Linked DNA regions of Hordeum vulgare: all the other regions are linked to region 1. The links are chromatin contacts, called in public Hi-C maps. All regions are on one chromosome and are shown on one strand. Each heading gives the region's core, a stretch centred on a gene start, on an enhancer-like site or on the middle of the called end of the contact. The rest is flanking DNA. Distances are from core to core; before and after follow the strand shown.

Evidence for each region. A called contact is a pair of places that touch in the nucleus more often than the background predicts.
Region 2: a contact with region 1 is called in a Hi-C map of seedling, with 5 times the contacts expected there. The contact joins the promoter of LOC123447932 here to the enhancer-like site in region 1. A contact is called at or near these places in 1 of 6 Hi-C or Micro-C datasets (seedling) and 1 of 1 datasets of contacts at active chromatin or transcription factors (embryo).
Region 3: a Hi-C map of seedling shows a contact between it and region 1, with 5 times the contacts expected there. The contact joins two enhancer-like sites. A contact is called at or near these places in 2 of 6 Hi-C or Micro-C datasets (leaf and seedling).

The regions. Positions count from the first base shown.
Region 1 is chr4H:75,648,934-75,653,603 of MorexV3_pseudomolecules_assembly, reverse strand. No RefSeq gene overlaps it. Among protein-coding and RNA genes, the nearest start is that of LOC123447931, 270 kb to the right of the region's middle. Within about 2 kb of position 2,198, at least 3 of the 3 cell types and tissues checked have open chromatin away from gene starts, as enhancers often do. A contact at or near this core is called in leaf and seedling, where this site is marked.
Region 2 is chr4H:76,082,458-76,087,127 of MorexV3_pseudomolecules_assembly, reverse strand. LOC123447932 (NAC domain-containing protein 71-like) reads right to left here and starts at 1,962. Exons shown (of 2, transcript XM_045124666.1): 1 at 1,347-1,962; 2 at 1-873. The coding sequence starts at 1,814. The coding sequence ends at 343.
Region 3 is chr4H:76,002,103-76,006,772 of MorexV3_pseudomolecules_assembly, reverse strand. No RefSeq gene overlaps it. Among protein-coding and RNA genes, the nearest start is that of LOC123447932, 81 kb to the left of the region's middle. Within about 2 kb of position 2,727, at least 3 of the 3 cell types and tissues checked have open chromatin away from gene starts, as enhancers often do. A contact at or near this core is called in leaf and seedling, where this site is marked.

The DNA of each region.
Region 1 (4,670 bases), core at 949-3,448:
CGCGGCGTTGATGCCGAAAACAACGTGATCGTCGGGAGCTCAGGGTGGTTATAGGTGGCGGACGCGGCATGGGAGCTCGGGGTGGTTAGAGGCGGCAGACGCTGCGTGGGAGCTCAAGGTGGTTAGAGGCGGCGGACGTCAGGCGACCCGGCGACGATCCAGATCAGCAGTCGCGTGATCGCCAGGCTGCAGGCTAGATTGATCGGAGCTCGAGGTGGTTACAGCCGGCGGACATGGCGTGGGAGCTTGTGGTGATTAGAGGGCGGACGTCAGTAGACCCCATGACGATCCACATCAACAGTTGCGTGATCGCCGGGCTCGATCTATTTTTTCTTCTTAAGCATGTGTATTTGTACGGCCGGAGGTAAGCATGTACATCTACGATACCAGATGGGTATATGATTTTCACCGTATGACTCTTTTGTCCTTCTACATTTTTTTAGTGGGGTGTACCGAAGTATTTCTCTTGATATTTTTATTATAAGTTTGGCAAAGTGGAGATATTTTGATCTTGAAGAAAACTTATATGGAGACTAGTGAGTACAATGAATTCCATTATTTTAAGTAAGCAGTCAGATAAGTTTTTTTTTACCGTGAGAATCAATGGTGAGGGACTACAGCAAAACGTATGTAGAATAGGTCTATAAAATGCTATGAACTTTGCTTATGCACCTGGTTGATTCCGTCTATTTGTGTTAGAAAAACCACGGATTCAACTCAAATTAATTGGAATCCGTGGAGATTCCGGTCGCTATGTTGATGTGTATGCATCATGCATGACATTTACTAGACGCGTACCCGCAAATATACTTCAAACAAATCCTGCGAGCTGCAATTAGTACGACTAAATTAATCGATTAACTATCTGATTCGGTTGATCATTACAGCCAAACCAAGCAAGGACCAGAGCTCCTTTGAGTTAAACAATACTCAGAAACAAAACTAAAATAAATGTATGTGGCGCTAGGGCGCCGTGGTTTCGAAGAATCTGCATCAGGCTGGATCAATTTAACTTTTCCTGTACATCGATCCAGTCAGCTCGCATAAAATAAAAGTTTCATAAGGAAATAAACCACGGCAACTAAGTACCACATACTATTGAGTAACCATTAAGCATTCAGATTATAGTAATGGATGTGGCATCATGCCGCCGTTGTTGCCACCAAATCAGCACAAGTGTTTATCTTCTAAGCAACACTCATCTATATGTCGACTTGTCTATGCCATCGATCGCTGGTGGGATGTGGACGGGTTCATGGCAAGGTGCTGTGTACCGTGGAAAAGATCAATCATTCGAGTGGACGTCACTGCACCCTTTTCCAATAATGCTTGTTTTATAACCGCGTTAATATGTTTGTCTCGTGGTCATTCGCCGCAACTTGCATGCGGGCCTGCCAATACTGTTGTTATTGCGTCTCAAGAAGGGCGGATTGTTGTTGGAGTTTTTTTGGACATAGGTTTGTTGGTCTACAGATTGGCGTGATTTTCGGAAATTCGTTTTCAAGATGATGGTTGAAACAACATCGCTTATGGTCTTGACATCTAGGATGAAAATCCTTGTTTTGATCGTCTTTGGCCGAACATGACGACCGTATTAAGAGGGCGCATATTCTTTTTCCAAAGCGTTGCTTCGGAAAAATTCAACTTAGTCATAGACGATGTTTTATTTCATATCTATCCCCTCATACTGATATCCGGGACCATAGGATAATTGTTTGCATATGCACCGATGCACGTGAAGTAGGGGGTGAGATACGTGGGAAACCCCCGGAGTTTTTCATCTACGCGGGGAACCGCTCGAGTTTTCATCTACGTGGCTCGAGTAAGAATGCGTGCGTGGCTTGGCTCCCAGTTCTTTATTTCCCTCAAAAAGACTCACCACACCAGTCTAGTCTTGGGTGGGTCGAGCATGAGCATAAACAATGGCGTGTGACTCGAGTCTGACTCTGAACCGGGGTGCAGTAGCGGCGGTGGAATCCGTTGACGGGACCGACGAGGGACCTTGGTGGCCAAGGCAGTGCTCTACGTACCAAGATTCCAGCGACAACACAAGGGAACCAGCCGGCGACAAAGCAAGGATAAAGAAAGGCGAGATTATGTGGCGACGCGATCGCGATCGAGGGTTTACCATAACATAACAAGATGGGCGGGCATGTGGATGTGGGCTACCTCGTTGCCGCGGCGGGGGGCGACGAGGCGCCGCATGCGCGCGGGCCCCACCACCTTGGGATGCTGTACGGCTGGGAGCCGTGTGAACCCTCAACCTTGGCATATGCGACGAGTGTACCAAATGGCAGCTAGGAGCAGTGAACTTGACTGAAGTTTAGAGACATGGAGGCTGGGCATGCAAAGACGTGCATGCACGCGTCATCTTTTGAGATACTCGCGGTGTCCTCTCTAATTCCAGAATTTTCTTTCGTCTAGAGCAAGTGTGGAGGAAGCACAGGTCTTGGCATGCCTCAAAGTTCATCATTTATTTCTGGAATGCATTAACATGCCAAACATCATCGAAGCATACTAGAAAGGTGGTCATCCAGGGCAATATTGGATGGCAACGGGTCTATGCTCTTTTCTGAAAGGGGGGTAACCGTTAACTTTGGTCTTTGCATCATGGTGGACACATTTGTTTTTATAGGAGTAATAAAAGTTTGAAGTAGACAATATACATCAAATAAAGGTTACAACCATAAGGCATACCATAATACGAGTAACTAAGGTAGTATCATGTACTTGGGACTAGTATACTGATGTGGCAGACAATTAAAGAAAGAGAGAGAGGGTTACAGTACGTAGTAACATACTAGATAGATACCGTAACATGTTAAATGTTATGCTACTATGTGTCATGCAAGTCAATATATGATGTCATCTATGATACTAGTTTATGATACTATGCATTATAAAGATAGTATGGAGTACAATAGTATCATATGCATGATACTACTATATGATACTCTCCACTATGACCAGCCTAGCCGAACAGTAAAGATTACAAGACTGATGCACATAACATATTAATGACTCGCCAGCCAAGCTTGTTGAATAAATCATGGTTGCACCCAAAGGTCATACATCCTGGGAGTCTACATGCTAAAGTAATGACCACGTATGAATTCACGATGTCGCCTTAAAGATGATTTGCAAAGAAAAACATATTGGATATGTTAACCACATTGTCGTTCCGACGATTCCAAATTGCCCACTAGGCACACAACAACTCCCACCCGAAGACAACCCTTGAGTTTTGGTCGAGTACCCGCCAACTAATACCCGAGCCGATTTGGTATACTTGCCGGAGATGACTCGTACGCCAAATTAAAGTGGCAAGCATGCAACATAGAAACAAGGTGGTGAATATGTTTATTCTTGATTATAAAAGTAATAGCTTTTATTTCTTGCAAAAAAAAGAACATTTTTTAAAACCTCGACGGTTTCTTTTCACTAGATTATCTTTACAGAGATGAGGAGGTTTGAGGATGATGACGATAAATGTTTCTAATTGTAGATTCTTGAAGGTGGGTTGAGAATGTTAAGGACAAACACCACCATAGTTTTGTGGCTTGTCGCTCCTTCCTATGTAGATCGATGAACTACTTCCTCTTTCACATGTGCCATGAAAAAAAATCAATGAGTATTTTGATTGTGCTAGATCATCACCCGCAAAAAAAAACATGGTCACTGCCTGGGAGAGTAGCTAGTGAAAAGAAAGTTCGAAAACACCACCAAGGAAGATAACGACCGTTGGTGTCGTCGTTACCATCATCGACCCCCCGTTGAAGCCCAGCCCTGGCTCGCACAAACAGCCCCCGCAAACCTTTGTGAAGAGTTCAGTTACACAAAACAACAGTCACACCTTGTGTATTACTAAGCAGAGATATATTTTTTTTGAAAATGTTTGTTTTTAATGCATGGAAGCAGAGAAAGCATATTTTTTTACATGCCGCTAGTTCACTCATGTGGGCTTCTTGTCGTAGGACCTCGACATGTCCACCAATGTAAAGTGGCCACACATAGCATTTGCTCCCCATTTGCATTATGTAATACTCCGACAGTAAATTACAACGAACTAACCGATGATTGGATAGCTAGAAAAACAATGGTTTCCTAGCCATCAGAGTTCAAGTTCTAGACTTGACACTGGTGTTCATATTTTTTGAATTTATTTTACTCTTTTTGATGATGTACGTTTAATGAGAAGTGACATTTTCATCGACTACGAATGCTTCTGTGCCTTCTTTATCAATTTTAAAATGATGTGTTGACTTAGTCTTTCGAAAGTGTCCATAAAAATATGACATACATACGTTCATAAAGATGTATGTATTTGTATATGTCTAAGCATGTGCATTTATACTGTGATAAGAAGAATAATGTTACATCCATAAAGGCTTATTTAAATATTTTACGACAAACTGATATGTAGGATTGTGATTGGTAATAGGGGTGAGGGGTCCATCCCCACTAAAAATCACAAAAAGAGAAAGAATTAGTAGTTTGGAAGGTAAGTAAACATTTATAAGTCTTTATAGATCTAACATTATTAATAAGAAATAGTTGTACCAACCAAACTATACGCGGCGATGCAAAGCCGCCTGCCAGTCGAAGGCCCGGCCGTAGTCTGAATCAGGTCACTCGACGACACTGTCGCGTGGGACCGGAAATGTCTGAGC
Region 2 (4,670 bases), core at 713-3,212, 430 kb before region 1:
GCTACCTGACTATGCATGCTTGCCATGCCCAAGCGGGAGGCAAAGAGCAGGGGCATGGACCTGGTACAGTGATCCTTGTACCGAGGTACCAAATGCCATTCCAAAACCTGAGGAGGCTAATGTTCGGGAAGACTCTGCACCCGAACCCGATCGCTTGATCAAGGGTGCGCGGGTTAATCGTCCTTAACTCTCTCTAATCTGCTTGGGTTTTCGGAAGCTTGCACGCCTAATCAGTCACCTAGACATGTGATCAGTTTTCCTGAACTGTATTACACGAGACCTGATGGACATGTTAGTGGGGGCTGCTAAGGAGGAGTCTGACGGATGCTGCGCTGCGCTCATTCAGAACGGTTTCTGCAGGTACGTGAGCATGTCCCCGAACGCGGCGGCGTCGCGGGCGAAGGCGCCCGGCGACGGCGGGTCGAAGATCAGCGAGCCGTCGATGACGAACCCGTCGTCGTCGATGACGCCGCCCCAGTCGTCGCCTGGCCAGCCTCCGGCGAGGCCGGCCGCGTGCTGGCTCTCCGCGTAGTCCATGTCGCTAGGGAAGTCGGGCGAGGGCGAGGACAGCGCGCGCTCCGAGGAGCTGGAGTCCGTGTGCAGGCGCGGCATGGAGTGGTTCGAGTCCCTGTCTGCCGACCCGGACCGGTCGAAGCAGAGCATCTCCGTCGCCGGCGGCGACGGCTGCTGGTAGAACCCGTAGTCAGAGAGCTCGACCTTCATTGCCGGCCCAGGAGCGTAGTGTCCCTGCCGCGGGTTCTTGGCAGCCGGCGCCGGCGCCGGCTTGACATCGGCGACGTCGGACTCCACCGTGTCGTACCGCTCGATGACGCCCTTCTTGTTGTAGATTCGGCACAGCACCCAGTCATCCAGCTGCAAAGATCAATCAAGAAGGAAAAAAGTATCAGCGATGGCGATCGATGGAGCTAGAAGAACAAATAAAAAACTAAAGCTAGTGTACGTGTACGTGGACAGGAGATGGCGGGCGATGGGGCTGGCGCCGTTGTCTCCATCCCGTGGTGCGTGAGCCATGACGCCATGCGACCGCCGCAATTGCTTTCCGCACGTCGCTGGCAAACTACAGGCTGTGACGAAAGGGACAACTTGAGCGTGCTGCAACTTGGAGTTGGACCCCCGGCCCTTTTTCTCTTGTTCTTTTTTCGTATGGCCACGAACCTAACCTGCCAATTGACTTTTTCTAAAGCTAAAATACAAGTTGCTATTTCAAGAAAGATCTCCCGGTCGATTTCTTTACTAAATGCAAAGTAAACCTCTCGCTAATGCTAGAAGAGGAAGGGATTAAACGAGGCAGACAAGCATCAGCGCAGATTGACAAAGGTGGTTACCCTGAGCGCGTTGTTGGACTTCTTGCGGGCGGCGGCGGAGCGGTCGACGTCGGCGAGGCGGTACTCGTGCATGATCCAGTTGGTCTTGACGCCCTTGGGTGGCTTGCCGGCGTAGAAGACGAGGGCCTTCTTGATGGCGACGGGGCGGGGCGAGCCGACGGGCTTATCGGCGCCCGTGGCCTTCCAGTAGCCCGTCCCGGCGGCGCGGTTCGGGCGCGACCCGTTGGGGTACTTGCGGTCCCGCGGCGAGAAGAAGTACCACTCCTTGGAGTCCTGGCCTCCCCCCGCCGCCTTCTCCGGCAGCCTCCACGGCTCCAGCTTGTACAGGTCGACCTCGGCGATCACCGGCGCGGCGATGGGCAGGCCGCCGCACTTGCGGCAGAGGTAGTACATCACCAGCTCCTCGTCCGTGGGGTGGAACCTGAACCCCGGGGGCAGCTGGAGGGCGCCGTCGAAGCCGTGGTCCATTCACGAACGGGGGCTTGGCTTGAGCGAGCTCGGAGGAACGGGCGGCGGGCGCTCGCGCGATCGGTTGTAGTGGAGGCGAGGCGGCTGTCTCGACTATCGGCGGCGGCTCTTGGGGAAGATTTGGAATGGAACATGAGCTCCCCGTACCTGCTCGTATATATAGCCCCAAGGTGCCGACGCGTGTCGACGGGCGGATGTGACGCACGTGCAGGTTGGGGAGGAGGGGCTGGTTGACCGTGGGATTAAGGGCCACGTGTCGATCATCGGACGGGCGACGCGACGTGTGAGCGGTGGGATGTGGCGTGGGGCCAGCGGGGGGGCGCAATTGTCATGGATGACGTCAGCAGTTGTGTCGCCGTCTGGGATGGCGAGGGAGCATCCGACCCCGTGAGATATGACGAGGGGCGGTCCGTACCTGCCTGTGTGGTGGGGCCAGGGAGGCATGTTGCGCGGGGCCCGCCTGGGGTTTGCGCCCCTTGGTATAATTGTACGGGTCGTCGAGATTCCCAGCGTCCACTTGGTCCATCTGGTGGCTCGGCTCGTAGGGGTAAAATAATGCTTCGTTGCGGATTCCGTGGATTTCGGGGTTTTAAAACCTGCATCGATCCCCACCGTCGATGATATCTAGGCACCTTGTGGTCAGCTTTTAGGGTAGGTTAAAATCGTCCTCTGTTGAACTTGAAACTGAAACCTGTACTGTCACGTACTCCTAGGCGACTAAGTGCCCCATAGGTGTAGCTCCCTAGGACAACTTTTGTGTGGATTTAATCTTTCTCTTTTGTTTGTGCAAACCTAAGAACAAATATATAGTATAATAGGGTACATTCAGTACGATTAAAGTATTATATTTTTGTTGAATTAGGTGAAAGAGAAGAAAATTTAAGACAAATTATGAAGTAAAGTAAAAAATATATTGAAAAGATGCAAGTCATCACCTCTCTACTTTTTAATTACCCAAGACACAATGAGCTAAGTGAATGTAGAAATTTAGGAGACCATATGTAAAATATATTGTTCTTGATTACCGGGTGATGAGAGAGAAACATTTCTCCCATTTTAAAGTGTATTGGTAAGAGAAAAGTACACTCTTTTATGAATAATTTTTTAAGCCAAATGTAAACTCTTCATCGGACGGAGGGAGTAGATAGTAACATAGTCTAGGATAGCGTGTATGTCTAAATATGTATTATATGTGGAAAAAAATAATTAGAAACTACATCCGTATACAAATCCAGTGATATAGTTTTCATGACATGTAGTAGTACCGTATATTTAATTCCTCAAATCAATGATCTAAAACTACGCAAATACTTAAAAAAGAAGCCCAATGCATGAAGAACTTTAGTAGCTAAATCATTAAATATAAAATGGTTAGATACAACAAGTTAAGTAACCATCCATTGGTGGCTTTATTTTTTATTTTTTAATGTGTTTCACACCTCATATTAGCACCGCTTCATTGAAAGTGGCCTAGGAACATGTATAATAAGATGACATAAACATGCTATAGGGATTAGAATATTATATCTTTGCTTAGTTGGAGGAGAGAGAAGAGGAGAGAGAAGAGAAGCGGGCTTTTGGTGAGTAACCAGATACAACACGAGACCCAAGACACTTTGCGAGATTGTAAGGTAGACCAACTACTACTAAAGTAGTACACATTTAAAACTTATTATTGTATATACCGGCTATTAGGTTGACTCTATATGACATGTCAACTCCTTATAGCCGATTGTTGGCTGTATTATTAACCATGCTCTAAGAGTAGAGCTATAGTAACCCGTGTTTATTAAGGGTCGTAGTAATTTTAGTTAAAATTTTACCATATACTTTACTAACAAAATATTAATGCATGTGACAAAGAATTATATTATTTAATTTATATAACTTTAATTATGTTATTTTTATGAATATAACTTACATTTTATTAGTTCAATTGTGGCCAAAATATGATCTAAAATAAGAGGGGGGCTAACAAACCACAACAGAGGTAGTATATATTTGTAAGTAACTACTCCCTTTGTCCCAAGTTAAGCGACTCAACTTTGTATTAAGTTTAATACAAAGTTAGTACAAAGTTGAGTCACTTTTTTTGGGACGGAAGGAGTATTATACTTGTTGGCTATACAATTGATTATGGATGACAAGACAACAACGTACCGTGAGCAACCAGCTATACTATTAACCATACTCCAAGGTATTAAGGAGAACGTCTTACAAAAGCATCTCATGAGAAAGAACCTCACAAACACAAAGACTACGAAAAAACAATTCACAAACATGTGTACGTGAATAATCGACCGCACAAAGAAAAACCTGTGGCTAAAGATGAATCATGAAGCCGCACTTATTGGAGAAACGTTATGACGCCCTTACCAAAATATTTTTCGGAGAGTACCTTTGCCATCTCACTTTTGAGGGAGTAGCATCAATTAAGAGAGAAGAGGAAGACCGCGGACGATAGAGACATGTTTAAAGGATAAGAGGGATCCAGACCATCCCTAGTCATCATCAAGGATTCTTCAAGATAAGTTCCAAGTCCGCCTGAAGATGTTGTCGTGGCTTGACAAGAAGGTTTCTCGGCTCCTTGATGACACCCCTTGGACGGACATGTTGCAAACATCATTGTCATCAAGTCTGATAGGCCACACAAGGGTTTTCACCCGAATCCTCAAGACATGTTAGGAAACCATAGTGGAGCCCCAATAGAAACATGATACCCATGGGTGTTACTGCCACCGACGCTAGAGCACAAAACTTTAGTTGGATGTCTATTAGATGTCACATTGAGGACCCTGAGCCACTGATCCAACCACACAGGAAGGCACGCCATGGTCCAACCACGCAACAAGTTAA
Region 3 (4,670 bases), core at 1,478-3,977, 350 kb before region 1:
AAGGAGGGGTGAAGACGAGGGTGTACCTAAAAAGAAGTATGTATGTACAAGAAGTGTCCCTTGGATATTACACGCGTATGTTTATTTGATAGTCTATTGTGAAAATAGTAAATAGTCATAAAACTAGAGGTAACTGGTTAAATAAACATAAAAGTGGACAAATACTTTGTTTATATACTAGTGAGATATTGTTATAATCCGCCGTAATAGATAAGAAAGGAAAAAAAATCACTCAGTCATAATTTCAAAAGAAAACACCCCCCCTTCACAAATATCAAATGTTCTAAATTTTTCAAGAATCGGAATTATATAGACATGTTTTAGTATGTTTGTTCATTCATTTTAACCAGATACAGTTTATATTCAAAAATTTGAAACATCTTATATTTCTGGAACTTTTTCTTATTTTAAAATAATGAAAAAGTCAAATAAAAGGTGCGTGGGAGTATATAAGATAGTCGTATACTACAAGTTTTTATTTCGACCACTGATTTTTCAAATATATTTACTACTACTCCGTTTTCGATAACCCTACACGCTACACTGATCTATTGTCTCCTTCTTCTAATATAAAAGTGTTGCATATGATTCCGAAGTCGTACGCCTTGTGTCGTATGTAGCAGCTTTCAAGCAACTTCAATCAGATGATTTATGTTGTTTGATCATATTTTTTGGTTATTAAAAACAAAAATAATGATCCAACATAAAGATCCATTTTCAAATCAAGTCCGCCTCTTGTCCAGATCGACCCATTTTACAACCAAATTTGGTCCACGTTTGGGTTGTAGGACACAGAACGAACGTTTTCTGCGTTCTCCTTGTCCATGTGCGTCTGTTGCATGTCCCGCCTACCCCACATGTCATCCACCCACCCGAGCCCATCATTGTCGTGCCACTGGAGGCTGCCAGAGACGAGGATGACGACCTCGTAGCCCCCGCGCGACGCGGCCCGTGTGGTGGGTGTGAGAGGACGAGAGCATGGGCATGGCGTCCTTGGGGCGACGTCGAGGACGCGGAGCTCACCCCCGGCCTTACGCGCGGAGCGTGCCTGACACCCTTCTTCTTCACTCCCTCCACAGTCGCCCTCGCACCATCATCAGCTGTCAGCGCCTTCATCACCCGCTCCTCCTCCCTCCACGACCCGAGCGACCTGGTGGGGCATGGACAGGCGGGAGTTGGCGGGGCACGGGCGGGCGCGACCCGACGAGGCATCGGCATGAGCCGGTGAGGTGGTGAGACGAGCTGCGAGGCGATGAGGCAAGATGCGCAAAGGCGAGCTCGTGGGGATAGGGCGAGCTGTGCGGGAGCATGGGCAAGAACGAGCTGGCGGGGCACAAACAGGGTGATGACACAGAGGCCAGCTGGCGGGGCATGGGCAATGCCCGTGCGGCCGTGTGGGCGCGGGGCGGCGAGGCGGGGCGGCGAAGCAGAGGCGATCTTACGGGGATGGAGCGAGCTGCTCACTCCCGAGGGGTTTGACAAAATGCTAACATGAACATGTACATAATATTTATGCTTTTTCATTGAACGCATTGATCGACCCAAACTTCAAAACTAACATAAAAGAACGGGCACACGATCTAAACGGATAAAAACAGATAGAACGCGTGTGAATCGGTTGGGGTTGCTCTCGTATGATTAAGAGCAAGTATAATAGTATAGCCAGCTGCTCGCTATAAGCTATTGTCATGTTATCTATAACCCATCTTATAGCCAACATGCACAATAGTTCATTGTAAAAGTGTACTACTTTTTTATTATGTGGTCCACCTTTCATACTCACAAAATGCCTAGGAGCACGTGCTAGCGCTTACCTTCTCTCCTCTTCTCTTTCCTCTAACGAAACAAAAACATATTAGTTTATTTGTTATAGCCAGCTGACTCAACTCTATTGTACTTACTCTAATGTGGATGTTGAGATGTACGGGCATGCGTGGTCCCTGCCTGAGCTGAGGTGGTATATACAGAGCCAATGCATGTTTCGGTAGGTATAAGGCAGGCAGCGGTACAGAACCAATATATTCCTTTCATTTTTAAATATATATCTTTTTAGACATTTTAATAAAAATACATACAAAGCAAAATAAATGAATTCATATTTAAAAATATGTCTATATACATTTGTATGTAATTCAATAGTGGAATCTCTAGAAGACTTATACTTCATTTGTTTCTAAATATTTATTTTTCTGAAAATTTTATTATAAACTATATACTGATGTATACAAACATAATTTAAAATACAGATTAATTCCTTTTATTTTATATGTAATTCATAGTTGAATCTATAAAAACACAAATATTTAAAAACAGAGTGCGATAATGCGAGGTTGCATGCACGTACGGCCATTCATGTGTAGATCGCGCATGTTCGCGTGTGCGACACGTAAACTGCCGCGATGCGATGGTGCAGCACTGCAACTAGATTGACCCATGTGACGAACTGAAGACCATGCATGTGGCCAACGACGCACCCGCACAACCCAACTGTACGGTCAGCGACGTCGACCTGACCAGAGCATCATCGCGACGAGCCGCGAATATCCCACGAGCAACCGCTGTAGGGGGGCCGGGCGAGACCGCCGGGGCGAGCCGCACACGCGTGGCCGGCGACGTGGACCGGAACGCGCCTTTGGCTCATCGCAGACGGGCCTCGTGGAGTCACCGTGGCCAAAAAGGCAGCTTGAACATGACGTGGCCCACGCCACGTCACCGTGCGCCATGCACTCATCCCCGGACCGGAGGCCAACTGTCTCCCGTCGAGCGAGTCCGGGTAGTCCGCAATTCTGCACGCGGCGCTGGACTTTCCCAGTGCGGCGAGACGCCGGCGCGAGGTGCGGGTGAGCCACACATCGTTGCGTATCGTTGCCCCACGCGTCCGGTGGCGAAGCGCCCGCGCTGGTGGGCCACGGAACTCCACCGTGCGTGTACATATCCCTTGTCGCTCTTTGTACAGCATGTAGACCACTAGTTTGTTTAAGGCTTCTTCAAATACAAAACAAAGATACTTAGATAAAAGAAACAGTTTTTTATTTAACACTATCTTAAATTTTCTTTCCTTATTTAACAATGAGTAGTTTTCTCTTTCCTATATTATAATGAGTTTAAATCTCATGTCTTTTATTATATTTTGATCATTTTATGCCTAAATGTTATCTAAAAAGACTATTTTGCCCCTCATATGATATGTGTGTGTGAGACAGTAGCACACATAATATCAATGCGGGGCAGTAGCACATACAACGATAGTAACACATATGCAACAGTACATATACATGCAGTAACGCACTGTAGCACACACACACAACGCACAATGGCGGAGGATTCCGGTGGGCAAGGTGTGGCAGCCGCCCCACCTTGATTTGGTCCAGTTTCCCCTTTATACCTACATATAGGAAAAAGTTTAAAATGAACCTTGAACTCGTAGAGGCTAGCGAAATTGGACCCCCAAGTCCAAGTCCCTGAAATCAGCACTCCCAACTCTCGAATTCCGGTCTAAATTAAACTCTGGAGGCCTTCCCAAATAGGGAGCTAGGATTGCTTTTTTTCATGTTAGGCGGGCAGGGGGGGGTGAGGGAATTGGTTGGTATGTTTGGGCCAGCTGGACCGGCCCAGTGAGAGAGACCATGTACTCGGGCTTATGCACCCCTTCCAGTCGAAGGAGCCCATGACGGTAGAAGTTGAGGAGGCCTCCCCTGCTTTTTCTCTGCTTTCCCGGCGTGAATGGCGACAGGCGGGTGATCGACCGCGGCGGCGACGATCGAAACGACGATCTGCGACGAGTAACGAGAAAAGGTATGTCCTTGAAATCCTCCTCTTCTGGCCACCGTCTTGAGGCCTCTGTCCGTAGCATTAGGGTTAGGGTTTATAAGGGGAAAAGTTGTAATTTTCTATGACGGAAAAGAAGGGTTTTTGTTAGATTTGGAGTCGATTCTTCTGTTTATATGGTATTAGTATCGCAGAAGAGTGATATGGTTGTGTTTATTTTTAGTTAAACCATGGACCAGATAGAGATTCTAAATGTTAGATTTCACGTGGGAGGCGAGTTCATCCGCATTGGTCTGAAACTAGATTATGTTGGGGGTGATGAGGAGTATTCTGAAATCGAGAGGGACAAGCTATCATTGTAGGATGTAAAAGGTTACTTGAAGGATCATGTGCAGCTGAAAGAATCAATGAAGATATATTTTCTCATTCCTGCGAAAGCTTTGGCAGATGGATTTGTATTTCTGAATAATGACATGAAATGTGTTGAGATGGGTGAGTATGTATGTGTTGGAAGAGTGGCTGATGTTTATGTTGAGTACCATGGGGAGGAGGACAGTGAGGATAGTAGTAGCTGCAGTGATTTTGAGGATGAAATTATGCATATAAGTGATGATCAACCTGCTCTCATGACTGCTGAAGCTGGGTCTGAAGATGTTGTTCTAGTTCCTGATGACACAGGTGTTATTACTGAAATAATTTCTAGTGTTGTGAAGTATTCAAGAGCAAGGAGACATCAAGTGGCTACTGATATTGATGAACCTGTGTTTTCCCAACTTTGCAATCCAAGTCAAGCTTTTGTTTCTGATGCAATGCCACAAACTGTTGATGTAAGCCCAATTTATGTTTCTTCACAACAACCTTTGATGGCAGCTCCAGTTGTTGAAAGTGAATACAGTGACCCT